Regions from separate parts of the Mus musculus genome. Here region 2 is linked to region 1. A link is a contact called in public HiChIP or PLAC-seq data. All regions are on one chromosome and are shown on one strand. The core of a region is the stretch at or near the end of the contact, and the rest is flanking DNA. Distances in the headings are between cores, read along the strand shown.

What was found. HiChIP or PLAC-seq counts read pairs in DNA pulled down with a chosen protein or histone mark.
Region 2: an H3K27ac HiChIP or PLAC-seq map of embryonic stem cells shows a contact between it and region 1, with 9 read pairs. The contact joins the enhancer-like site here to the promoter of Kank4 in region 1. A contact is called at or near these places in 3 of 39 promoter capture datasets (the HPC-7 cell line, embryonic stem cells and epiblast stem cells), 4 of 484 Hi-C or Micro-C datasets (embryonic fibroblasts and embryonic stem cells), 6 of 115 datasets of contacts at active chromatin or transcription factors (double positive thymocytes, embryonic stem cells, extraembryonic endoderm stem cells and 1 more) and 3 of 9 other capture datasets (adipose tissue, liver and pancreatic islet).

What each region holds. Positions count from the first base shown.
Region 1 is chr4:98,814,948-98,820,554 of GRCm38.p6, reverse strand. Kank4 (KN motif and ankyrin repeat domains 4) reads left to right here and starts at 3,018. Exons shown (of 10, transcript NM_172872.3): 1 at 3,018-3,129. I0C0044D17Rik (RIKEN cDNA I0C0044D17 gene) reads left to right here. Exons shown (of 3, transcript NR_151512.1): 3 at 104-2,080.
Region 2 is chr4:98,862,768-98,868,349 of GRCm38.p6, reverse strand. No RefSeq gene overlaps it. Among named protein-coding and RNA genes, the nearest start is that of I0C0044D17Rik, 42 kb to the right of the region's middle. Within about 2 kb of position 2,714, at least 21 of the 459 cell types and tissues checked have an H3K27ac peak or open chromatin away from gene starts, as enhancers often do. A contact at or near this core is called in embryonic stem cells, where this site is marked.

The DNA of each region.
Region 1 (5,607 bases), core at 1,769-4,268:
GGTTGATGAAAATGTGGCCAGAGGCTCACAGGAGCCTACTTCTCCATTCCTCTAAGATCAATGATTTATTACTTGTTATTTCAGTGTTTGAATCTATGCGCAGGCTTTACAGGACCAGAGGGAAGATGAGAACAGAGGGTCTATATAAGCAAAATTCCCGCTCAGAGAACTGGTGCTTATTTGCTGCCAGCCTGGCGACTGTAGGAGTTACCACACGTGGGTGCTAAACCATGGCACTGGTAGATGCACAGTTCTCTCTTGGAGCAAGACATGAATGTCATATCCTCCAGGCCTTCTGCGTGGAAAAGTCAGCATCCTGGTCACCAAGACCTGAGTTTGAAGTCACCTTCCTGCTTTTACCTCACGGCCTTCAACAAGAGAATGACAGACATTTTGTAGATGAAATGGCAAATCCAGAGAGACAGATAATGAAAATGAAATGCCCCATCATGGTGTCTGGTACAGGGCAGAAAAATGAATGCGCACCAATCGCCCTGAACTCCACACTCCAGCGAGGGGTGAGGCAGGGGAAGGAGCTCTCCGTTCTGTCCACCCTGGGTCCCGATCACAGAAAGTCCCAGGCTACAGCAGCGCTGTGCCCAACTATCCTATATCAGCTTCAGCATGAAAGCTCGCTGTCTGAGAGCCTCAGCTGGTTTGCAGTAGAGGTGTCCAAACCTGAAATTCTAAAAGATCTGCTGCCTGGAAGGGGTCTCTTCCTTCCAGGACTCCGCAGATAGCAGTCCATTTGCTAATCTAACTCAACCATTTCCCCGCCAGGACAGGAAATCGCTAATGCCCTAGCTGGGGCTTCTTTTCAGTGCATGGCATGAGGGTGGGGTAGGGGGGCGGGCGTTGGAGGGTCCAGGGTGGGTGTGTTTACTTAGTGTATTCTCCCAGTCCATTCTGGATGGTCTGAGCCTCCGAAGCCCTGGCTGCCCCAGTTCAGCCCGTGACTCCTCTGACTCAGAGCTACCCTGGAGACGGTTCCTCCTCTGAGTCATCAGGCTGAGCTGCTTTCGAGGATAGTAGAGTCTGGCACTGCCCTCCATCTTCTCAGCAAAGGTGCTGGGCCTCCACACCCGAGTGCCAGCCCCACGCCTAATTAGGCTCACAATGCCCAGAAATCAAGGAACAAGTTCTTCGAGGTATCTGAGAGTGCAGAAGGTTCCAAGACTGGGACTTAGAATGCTCAGGGTTCTGTTCCAGCTCAGCCAAGTAGCTTGTGTGACCTTGGGCTAGTCACAGAACACCCGAAGCAGAAGGAGTAAGTGATCTACACTGGCTGTGTTGCACAAGGATGTTGAGAGGCCAAAAACCAAATGCAGACAATGAGGCACAAGTCCAGGAGCTTAACCTGGTTATAGGGACAAGACTTAGCATTTTATTTTATTTTATTTTATTTTTGGTTTTCTAAGACAGGGTTTCTCTGTGTAGCCCTGGCTGTCCTGGAACTCACTCTGTACACCAGGCTGGCCTTGAACTCAGAAATTCACCTACCTCTGTTTCTCAAGTGCTGGGATTAAAGACATGTGCCACCACTGCCTGGCTAGGGCTTAGCATTTTAAAGTAAGATTCATTCCTTTTCATTTTATATGTCTGAATATTTTACCTGCATTGTATGTTTATGTATGTGCTCCAGGAACATACATGCCTAATGCACCAGGAGGCCAGAAGAGTACGAGTATGGTACGCTGAAACTAAAGTGACCAGTTGTGAGCCATCATTCCAACGCTGGGAATCAAACCTGGGTCCTCTGCAAGAGCGGCATTTTAAAAATGAGGTGTCGGAAAAAATAGAGACCTCACTTAAATGTCTGGGTTTCTGGCTTCTCTGGGAAAATGAGCCGCTCCTGTCATATTCCTTCCTTTCACCGGATGAGGATAACCCAGCAGGCCTTAGTAGGCAGAGTCTGAGGCTGCTCTCCCTTGGGCCACAGACCCTCCCCCAACTCCTATTTGGGCTCCAGCACTGAGGCCATCATTCCCATTTGTTACTGCTATCATGAAAGCTTCGTGGAAATGAAGTCATCCTAATAACTATGTTTCTGTCGAAACGGAAATTAAATGTCTCTTGATTCAAATTATCTGTCCCATCTGGGTCACGATGTCAAAAATAAAACTCCTTGGGCTGCTTTCTGGGCATGGATTCTAGGAAGGTGGGCCAGGGGAGGTCACAGCTGGACTCTGGATACCTGCCAGCTGCCATCTCCTTCCCTCCCCCTTCTGTTGGTCCTCTCTGTGAGGGGTTAGGAGAAACCACTCCACTTCTCTTTCCAGGTGTTGGCCCAAGTGGTCCTTAGCTATCTGTCCATTCAAGCTTAGTAACTTTTAATTGGTACAAAGCTGCTGTGGAGATGGGTGTATGAAGAGAAGACGGATTTTTATGTGGAGCTGAAACATGGATTTGGAAGGAAATTGGAAGGGAAATGGCTTAGGAGACATCTAAGTCCTGTTGTGAACGACTCTCACACCCCCACACTGGGGCTAGGACCCCACTGCTCACAGGATCTCAGTTGTCAGGCCTTGGTTCGTGTTCTGATTTGGGCAGTTATTACCCTTACCCTGTCTGATACTGTTTCTCCACCATGGTGGGGACGGAAACGTCTAGACTCCAGAGTCTAGACAAACTTAGAAAAACGCACGGGGGAGCCCTGGGGAAATCTGGAAAGCGCCTTACACAGGCTGAGACTTTTCTGGTTTCTTTTCCAAAAGTTTTTCTTCTTAACTCTGTCCAAGGCTAAGACCCTCCCCTCGGTGTCGCAATTCTGCCCCTTCCTATACACCAAAGCCCGCGCCGCGTCAGGAAGGCGGGGACTCGGGTGGCGGCGGCGAGGATCCGGCTCCTGCGCTCCCAGTCCCGCAGCTGGCGCGGTAGGTGTGCCCACAGCTAGTGCGTCCCGGCTCCAGGCCCAGCCCGGCGACCTGAGGGCGCCCGGAGGGTGTGCGCGCCCGGGACAGCAGGGTGCGGCGGCGCGCGGTGCGTGCCGGACGCGGACGGTGCAGAGGAAGGAGGATCGTGCCACTGAAGACCGTGCAGCTGCAGCTGCGTGCACCCCGAAGCCGGGTGGGAGCTCGCGTTGCTCCTGCACAGCGGTCGCTTCCTGCCAGAACCCCGCGGTTCCCCAAGGTAAGTGGTCTGGCGTCCTCTCGCCCCGGACACACGCCCCGCGCGACCCAGGCTGCGCCCGCTGCGCTCCGCGACCCCTGCTAGCGCCGCGTCCCTGCAGAGGCTGCGGCAGCCTGAGCCGGGAGTCCGGAGGGTCGGGGAAGGAGGGTACCCGCTCTTGCTTTCCAGCTCTGGGTACTAGGGAGACCGTAGAAGGGGGATCTCGTCGTCCTTGAGACTCAGGTGGTGCAGACCCTCGCAGCTGTCCTCAGACGGACGCTGCGGTCCTGGATGCAGCTTACGGGACTGGGGGCGCCTCCCGGCTGGCTTACAGGACTACCTTAAATATCGCCGAGTCTCTTTCATTTTGCAAAACATCGCGCCTGTTCCCCAGCCCGCACCTCCCTCCTCCTAGGTGAAGTTTCTAGAGCTATGATGGGATGCGACCTTGGGCAGAGGGAGGAGGGCTGCCCTGCATCTGTGTGCTAGGCGCTGGCTGAGGATACTTTGCCAAGCCCATGTGCCTCTTGGTTAGCTCTCCTCCCCTCCCCATCTTCTTTAAGGTCAAATCTTTGACCCCAGAACTTTGTCGCTGCAGACTGACCAGTTACAGACAGGAGCTGAAAAGTCCATGCATTCTACGCTTGGCTGGAACCTACTCTCATCGTGCTACCCTGGGCTGCAGAAAACCAGACTACTACTTCCCAAGCATCCTGGGATACAGACTTGTAAGACCAGGGTGGGCATTTTCCAGGAGAAAGAGGCTATTCCATTTCAAGGATGTCCTCTGAGGCTTGTGCAAAGTCTTATGCAAACAGGACCAGGGGAGAATCACCTGCAGCCAGTGATGGGGTTACAGCCAAGAGAGAAGGCATCTCTAGTTTAAAGTGCAATCCCGGAGGACCTACCTGAGTAAACCAAATTGGGCTCCTTAGCTTCTCAAGACAGGGCACAGAAAAGCATGTTGCTTCCCAAGGAAGCAGAAGTGGGGTCCACTTTGGCATTGCCCTTAAAGTCCAGCCTCCTACCTCAAGGAGGCGTGATGTGTCTCAGGGACAGTGTGTTGTAGGAATGATGTAAAAGCCAGAGAAAAAGCACACACAAAAAAAGTTCAGAACCAGATATCAGGCAAGGTTTTCAGATACAAAGGTAAACAGAACCGTGCACTGGCTTCAGGAAGCTTGCTGTCCAATGACCAAGACGGAGTGAATCACATCACTCTGGTGTAGAATTCTGCTGCGTTCTCTGATTCTAAACTTGGGTTCCCTGAGAACTGGGGATGGGCTGAGCGTCAGAATGAAGGCTGAAAGCTAACTGGTTAGATGGTGGATTGACTTTCAGATGGAAGCAGCCTATGAGAGGACCCTGCCCAGCAGCAAGTCCTGTGCAGGAACTGAAAGCCTTTGTTTGCAGAGGAGAACCAAAAGCCCTATAGGCATGGCCCTTAGCTCTGCATTCCACTGACTGGGCTAATCAGTGTGTGTCTTCCTTTCTCAGTCATGATGTTGGCCTATTAGAGGCCCCTGTCTAGGCCAAATGCACAGAGAAAAACAACATGATGGGAGCTTTCTACCTACACCTTTGTTAAGGGTTCAGAGCAATGGTTCTTTCCCCATGCTGTTTCCTGCTGTCACATCCAACTCGAAGCTTGCAAAAACCTTTGCTCAGCATTCAAGGAAATAGCGTTGGAAGTGGTGGCTCATCCAGTCCTGTGCAGTTGGATCCATGTTGCGGGGAAAGAGGATGTAGGGTGGGGAGGGGTGCCCACATAGCATCGGACCTGGCCCCTGCCAACCTTGCTAGCCTCATTTCCGCCTTCCTACCCCTCCCTTGGCCTTCTGCAACTGCTGTGTGCCACTCCACATTACAATTGAGGTGGTTCCTCTAGCACACGCTGCCTGTCTCCTCTCCACGTCCTCACGCAGTGAATGCACGTGCTGCCACCAACCTCCACCATAAGCGTGAGCTTCTCCACAGTCTTCTTGACCACATGAGTTAAAAGCTGCCTTGCCTTTGTTTCCAGTGGCCTTGGGACATGTGCCTGTAGTGATGAGCATCTGTGGCACTGAGAACCCCTTATGCTGGACTCTCCGGTCATATTTGAATCTCAAGAGCCTGGCACAGAGCAGGGACACATAGAAAGTGCTCAGTAGATTATTTTTGAGATCGAAATCATCTAGTATTTCTTCATTTTTAATGGAGGAGGGATAACATACATGCATCTTTGAGAAAATTACGGGTCCTCTTCTCCAGTGCATGTAACTGTACAGTGTCATGCATACAATTCCCATTTGACTCACCCCATTTCCCAAACCTTGGGGACTGTAATTTTCCAGAAAACAGAGGTCAGAGAGGTACACAGTAACTGCTGAGTTCCCACAGCTAGTTAACCGCTGAGTTCCCACAGCTAGTTAAGAGCAAAGATTCTAGACTACTGACTCTCAGGCTCATGCTCCCTCTGGTATGCCCAGCCTCTCTGAGCCACACAGCAGCCTCACT
Region 2 (5,582 bases), core at 1,465-3,964, 48 kb before region 1:
TTCACAGGTAAGTTTTCTGTGCAGCAGTCCCATGCTGATGTGCATATGGGCAGCACTATATGGATTTAGAAGATAAGAAAGGACGGGATGGAAAGAGGGAAGGATGGGGGGTGCAAGAGAGGAAGAGAGGGAGGGAGGAAGTAGGGAGGGGGAGGGGTGTTTCATTGGAATATGGGGGAGTTGGAGGGGGGAAATGGGGAGTAGATATGATCATGTTTCACTGTATGCACGTATGAAATTCTCAAACAAACAAACGAACAAAAACCTTAAAGACACCAAACTTGTGATACACACACACACACACAAATCAGCAGATGGCAATGGGGAAGGAGATCACAGCAAGGACAAGTGCTCAATGCCACAATTGATGCAAGGACAAGTGCTCAATGCCACAATTGATACCAGAGTGACGAGTGGCCGCCCTACCCCCCAAGAGAAGGGGTTAGGCATGACTTGTAGGCTTTGGAGTTGTGCTAGTTGGGTGAGTGGTAGTGTCTTTTACAAGATGAAAGAGAAAAGATGAGAACTTTGTGGAGGAAATTCGGAAGCTTCCAGTCATGGGAAGAAAGGACACAGAAGGAGAGCAGATGAGAGGAAGAAAGCCAGCGTTCCATCTTGGTGCCTTCAGTCCTGTAAGCTTCATGCTCCATGGGTGTGGAGTCTGGAGCCAGAGGAGAGAATGGAGCTAATGGTAGAACTGGATGGTGTTTGCTCCTTGAGTCTTTGCCACACACCCCCCTTGTGATGAATGGAGGTAGAGAAGGTGCTCAGAGACCTTGCTCTTGGGCACATCTGCATTTAGAGGAACACTGAGAAAAGTGGCCTTCTTGACAAAGATTCACAAATGTGTCGCCATACCCACTCTAATAGCCACTGACATAGCAGTTACTGCAACAGGATTGCACCCTTTTGGTTTCTTGGTCATGTAAGACCCCCAACTCAATGTGTTTCTTAGACCCCTAGAAACAAAGCCCAGCATGGAGTTCTTTGTTCTTTCGCCTTCAGCCTGAGAGAATGATGACCATTGGGTGACCCTACCCAGGCACCTGATCCATGGTGTAAGGGAACAAGAATGTTTACCAAAGGCAGCCTGTAACCTTTCTGTGAAAGATGAGCTGTAATTCATCATCCCCATTTTTACAATGTTTACTCAACTTCCCCATTCTTTGTGGTCTTATCCTCCCCTCACTTTTCGGTTTATTCTTTAAAAACCTCAACTGCAGCTGCTGGGAGTCAATCTCCTCTGCCCCTGGTCGGGTTACAAGCTTGGCCTCAGCATGCTGATTCCCGAATAAACCTCACGCAATATTGCATCAAGTATGGTTTCTCTTGAGTTATTGGGGCTTCGGCTCATCCCGGGACTTGAGCGAGGGTCTCCCTGTAACGGGGGTCTTTCAGTCACCCCCAAACCACCAACCCAGAGTCAAATAGATAGGAGCTCATAGAAACATTCAAGCCTGTGCTCATCCAAGGTAGCTGGCCATGGAGCCAGTGTCCGACCGTCTGTTCTATAAACTACAGCTGCCTCCCCAGTAGTTATATAGTGCTTAGCGTGCAGAACTTCATGCAGCAGCCTGCTCCCTTTCATGACATACCCGGCAGCCACGACAAAACATTTCTTATAACTTTAAAGTAAATCCTTAATTAAATTAAGCAGGTAACCAAGTAAATAAGGTTTGTCACAGGATTACAGGCACAAGTGTGAGAGTCACCAATCTGTCGGTGGGTGAGGGTTGTTACTTCTTAAGATTCTGGGGCTCTCTCTGCTGAAAAAGGAAGAAAATTAGTCGCTGCTTCCTAGGGCTTTAATAAAAGTTCCTATCAAGAAGAGTCACAGGTGGCCAGGTGCACATGCAAAACTTCAATCCCAGCTCTTAGGAGGCAGAGGCAGCTGGGGATCACTGTGTTTAAGTCCAACCTGGACAACATGGTGAGTTCCAGGCCAGCCAGCCAGGGCTAAATAGTGAGACACTACATACACATACACATACACATACACATACACATACACATACACATACACATACACATACACATACACATACACATACACATACACATACACATACACACACACACACACACACACACACACACACACACACACACATACATATATATATATATGGTTTACACACATTACATAACACCTAACTTATTTTTATTACTGCAACTTCCTCACCCTGGGTCTTGGCTCTTGTATAAAAATCCGGTTTGGTTCAAATGCAAATTAACAAAAAGAGCGTGGAGCTCAGGAAACTGTGCGGAACAGACACACAGCTCAGCAAATAAAACCATCTGGGGCTCTGTTTGTCTCTGTTATTCTTCCTGGTCAGAAAACGCTTGTTTCATTGCAAGTCTTTTTTTTTTTTTTCTTCTCTAAGTTACTTACCATGATGGATCTCCCCACCCCAAACCCCATTTAGTACATGTCAGGAATTTCAGGGCTTTGCGAAGAAGGGACCTTTGAAAAGCTCCAACGAGACCTAGGCTGTGGCCCTGGAATTCCACTGTGGGGCAGGGCATTAGAAACAGGGCGAGGAAGCACAGGAGAGGTACAGCGCGTGCGCAGTATACCCTGGTCTCTCAATCGTGGGTTGGGTATGTAGCCAAACACCCCCCATGTTTCTGAAAATAAAATGAGGGTCTGGCTCTGGTATCCGTGGGAAATTGACCTAGTCCACTTGTATTTTATTTCCGTCAAAGGTGCATAATGTGTTGCAGATTTTTCTGCTCTTCTGCAGTCTATAAAGAAATAGGAAGAAAAGCCAGTCCTGAAAAGAGAAAGATGCTGCTGGCCCAGAGCCCAGAACCTTCCTTCTGGGTTCAGACTGAAATGCGAAGACAGCCTGGGTTGTAAATGAAGAGGAGGAGAGCTTTTTTTTTTTTTTTTTTTTTTTATTTATTTATTATTATATGTAAGTACACTGTAGCTGTCTTCAGACACTCCAGAAGGGGGAGTCAGATCTCATTACGGATGGTTGTGAGCCACCATGTGGTTGCTGGGATTTGAACTCTGGACCTTCGGAAGAACAGTCGGGTGCTCTTACCTGCTGAGCCATCTCACCAGCCCCTGAGCTTTTTTTTTTTTTTTTTTTTTTTTTTTTGAGTTTCAAGTTTGACAGTGTGGTCCTCCATGGCCCCCTCATCCTGTCAGACAACAGTCTAGTCATATGATAGTTGTAGGGGAAATGGCTCTCTAGTGTTTATTTGGTCCACTAATTTTAAAAAGTTCAAAATATTGAACGAAAAAAAATGTAAAAGGAAAGGAAAGGACATGACTGCTCCTAGGTATGGTGGAGGAGAAAGTCTATTATAGATAAAGAGGAGAGTAGATAAAAGGGAGGCAGGGACATCTGGGAGAGTCCAGAGTGGATATGACCAGACGGAGGTGGGCCATGTGGGAGCTGGGGGAAAGGAAGGGAGAGGGAAGACAGGGGAACCAGGTGCAGCATCCAGGAGGCAAAGGGTACACAAAGGGGTAGGCAACCAAAATGTCTGCTTTGTATGAGTCTCTAGGGGAAACGCAGCCCAGTCCCTGGGCTGGAGAGTTTAGGGTAGAGGGTGGTTGTTGGTTTGAGACCCTGGGACAAGGGACTGAGGTGCACATTTTACATGTCAAAGCAGGCTTGGCCACCAGATCCTTTCAGCATCCCTCAGTCCATACCTGGCAAACCCATTTTCCAGCCCAGGGGCTGAGCGGCCCTTCCTGTAGAGGCTCCTCCCTATATAATCCAGACGTTTTATTTTGCTCTCTCCTCCTCCTCCTCCTCCTCCTCCTCCTCCTCCTCCTCCTCCTCCTCCTCCTCCTCCTCCTCCTCCTCCTCCCCCCTCCCCCTCCCCTGCCCCTCCCCCTCCCCCCTCCCCTTCTCTTTGTACACTAGTGCCCGTGCCCTTTCTCTAACCCCCACCCCCACCTGACCTACCCATGGTGACTTCCCTGGCTTCCTTCCTTGGGGCCAGTGAACTCTACCACCTTTACTATAGTCTAACCTTGTTTGAATTGGCTCATTTCACCAACAAACAAATAACCTAACTGCAGGTAGGGACTGAGGAATGCTGGAAAACCTCAAGGCCAGATCTGCTTTGATAAGTTAAATAGACACCTCAGCCATTTGCCCTCGGTTTGAAACAACACAAATCAGTGAAGGACCAAGGTCACCTCTGACCTTGCCACCTCCAAGCTAACCTGAATTCTTTTTTCCAAGAAAGGAAGGCAGGAAGGAAGAGCAGTCAGGTGCTCTTACCCACTGAGCCATCTCACCAGCCCGGCAAAAGTCTTTCTAATATACCTTTAAACATATGTTGAGTATGAGTGAAGCTTTCCAAAAAAGGAACAGTTAATCTTTCTCTCTCTTCTTCCTTCCTGCCCCCCCCCCCCTTTCCATATCAGGTGGATTTGTGAGTTTCTGAAACCACTTCTTGATGTTTAAAGCAGTAAGTCTCAGGTCTAGGGAGAAATATGCGCAGCAGGGCACAGTGTAGGATACTTCTTCAGGACCCATCAGAAGACTTAAAGAGGAAGGTCGTTCACAGTTCTAATCAGTACAAAACAAATCTGCTGTTGCTTTTCATGGGTCTTATTGAGTTGTTGCCCCATAAGAAGATCTTAGTCACAGACCAACTATGGTGGTTTAAATATGCTTGCCCATGAAAGTAGCACTGTTAGGAGGTGTGGCCTTATAATTAGAGGAAGTGTGTCACTGTGTGGGTGGGCTTTGAGGTCCTATGTTCAAACTCCTCCTCCTGGCTGCCCATGGAAGACAGTCTCTTCCTGGCTGCCATTGGAACAAGATGTAGAACTCTCAGCTCCTCCAGAACTATGTCTGCCTACATGCTGCCATGCTTCCCGCCATGGTGATAATGACTTGAACCTCTGAAACTGTAAACCAGCCCCAATTAAATTTTTTCTCTGGCCAGGCAGTGGTGGGGCATGCCTTTATTCCTAGCACTTGGGAGGCAGAGGCAGGTGGATCTCTGAGTTCGAGGCCAGCCTGGTCTACAGAGTGAGTTCCAGGACAGCCAGGGCTACACAGAGAAACCCTGTCTCAGAAAAACAAAAACCAAACAAACAAAAAATGCACAAGCAGCATATACACAACAGCACAAGCCTGGTTTTTGGGTCCCAGCTTGGGTCATTTAATCAGAACGCCCCAAAGAGGGCTCAGTGACCTCAGCATGTGTCCTTATATCCATCCGGGGGATTCTCATCTTTGGAGAAATTTACAATCCAATGCCCTTGCTCTTTGGATGCTGAATTAAGATGCCTGCAATAAAATGGGGAACAGATAATATTCCTGGAAGGACCTGCAAGCTCTATCCATTAATCGACTATCTGGGACTGCTATATCCCTTTCTTAGGATGTTGGCTTTGTAGTTGCCCAGTGGCCTTACAAACAGTTCTGTATAAGTAAGTGGGTTTGTGTATGTCATGGCAACTTGATGGCAAAAAAATTATTAATATTATTATTTTGTGTGTGTGTGCGCTTATGTGAAAGCCGGAAAACAGTCTTTAGAGTCAGTCTTCTCCCTCTGTCTTGGACACTGGGGATCAACTCCAAGCTGAGCAGGGGCTTTCAGCC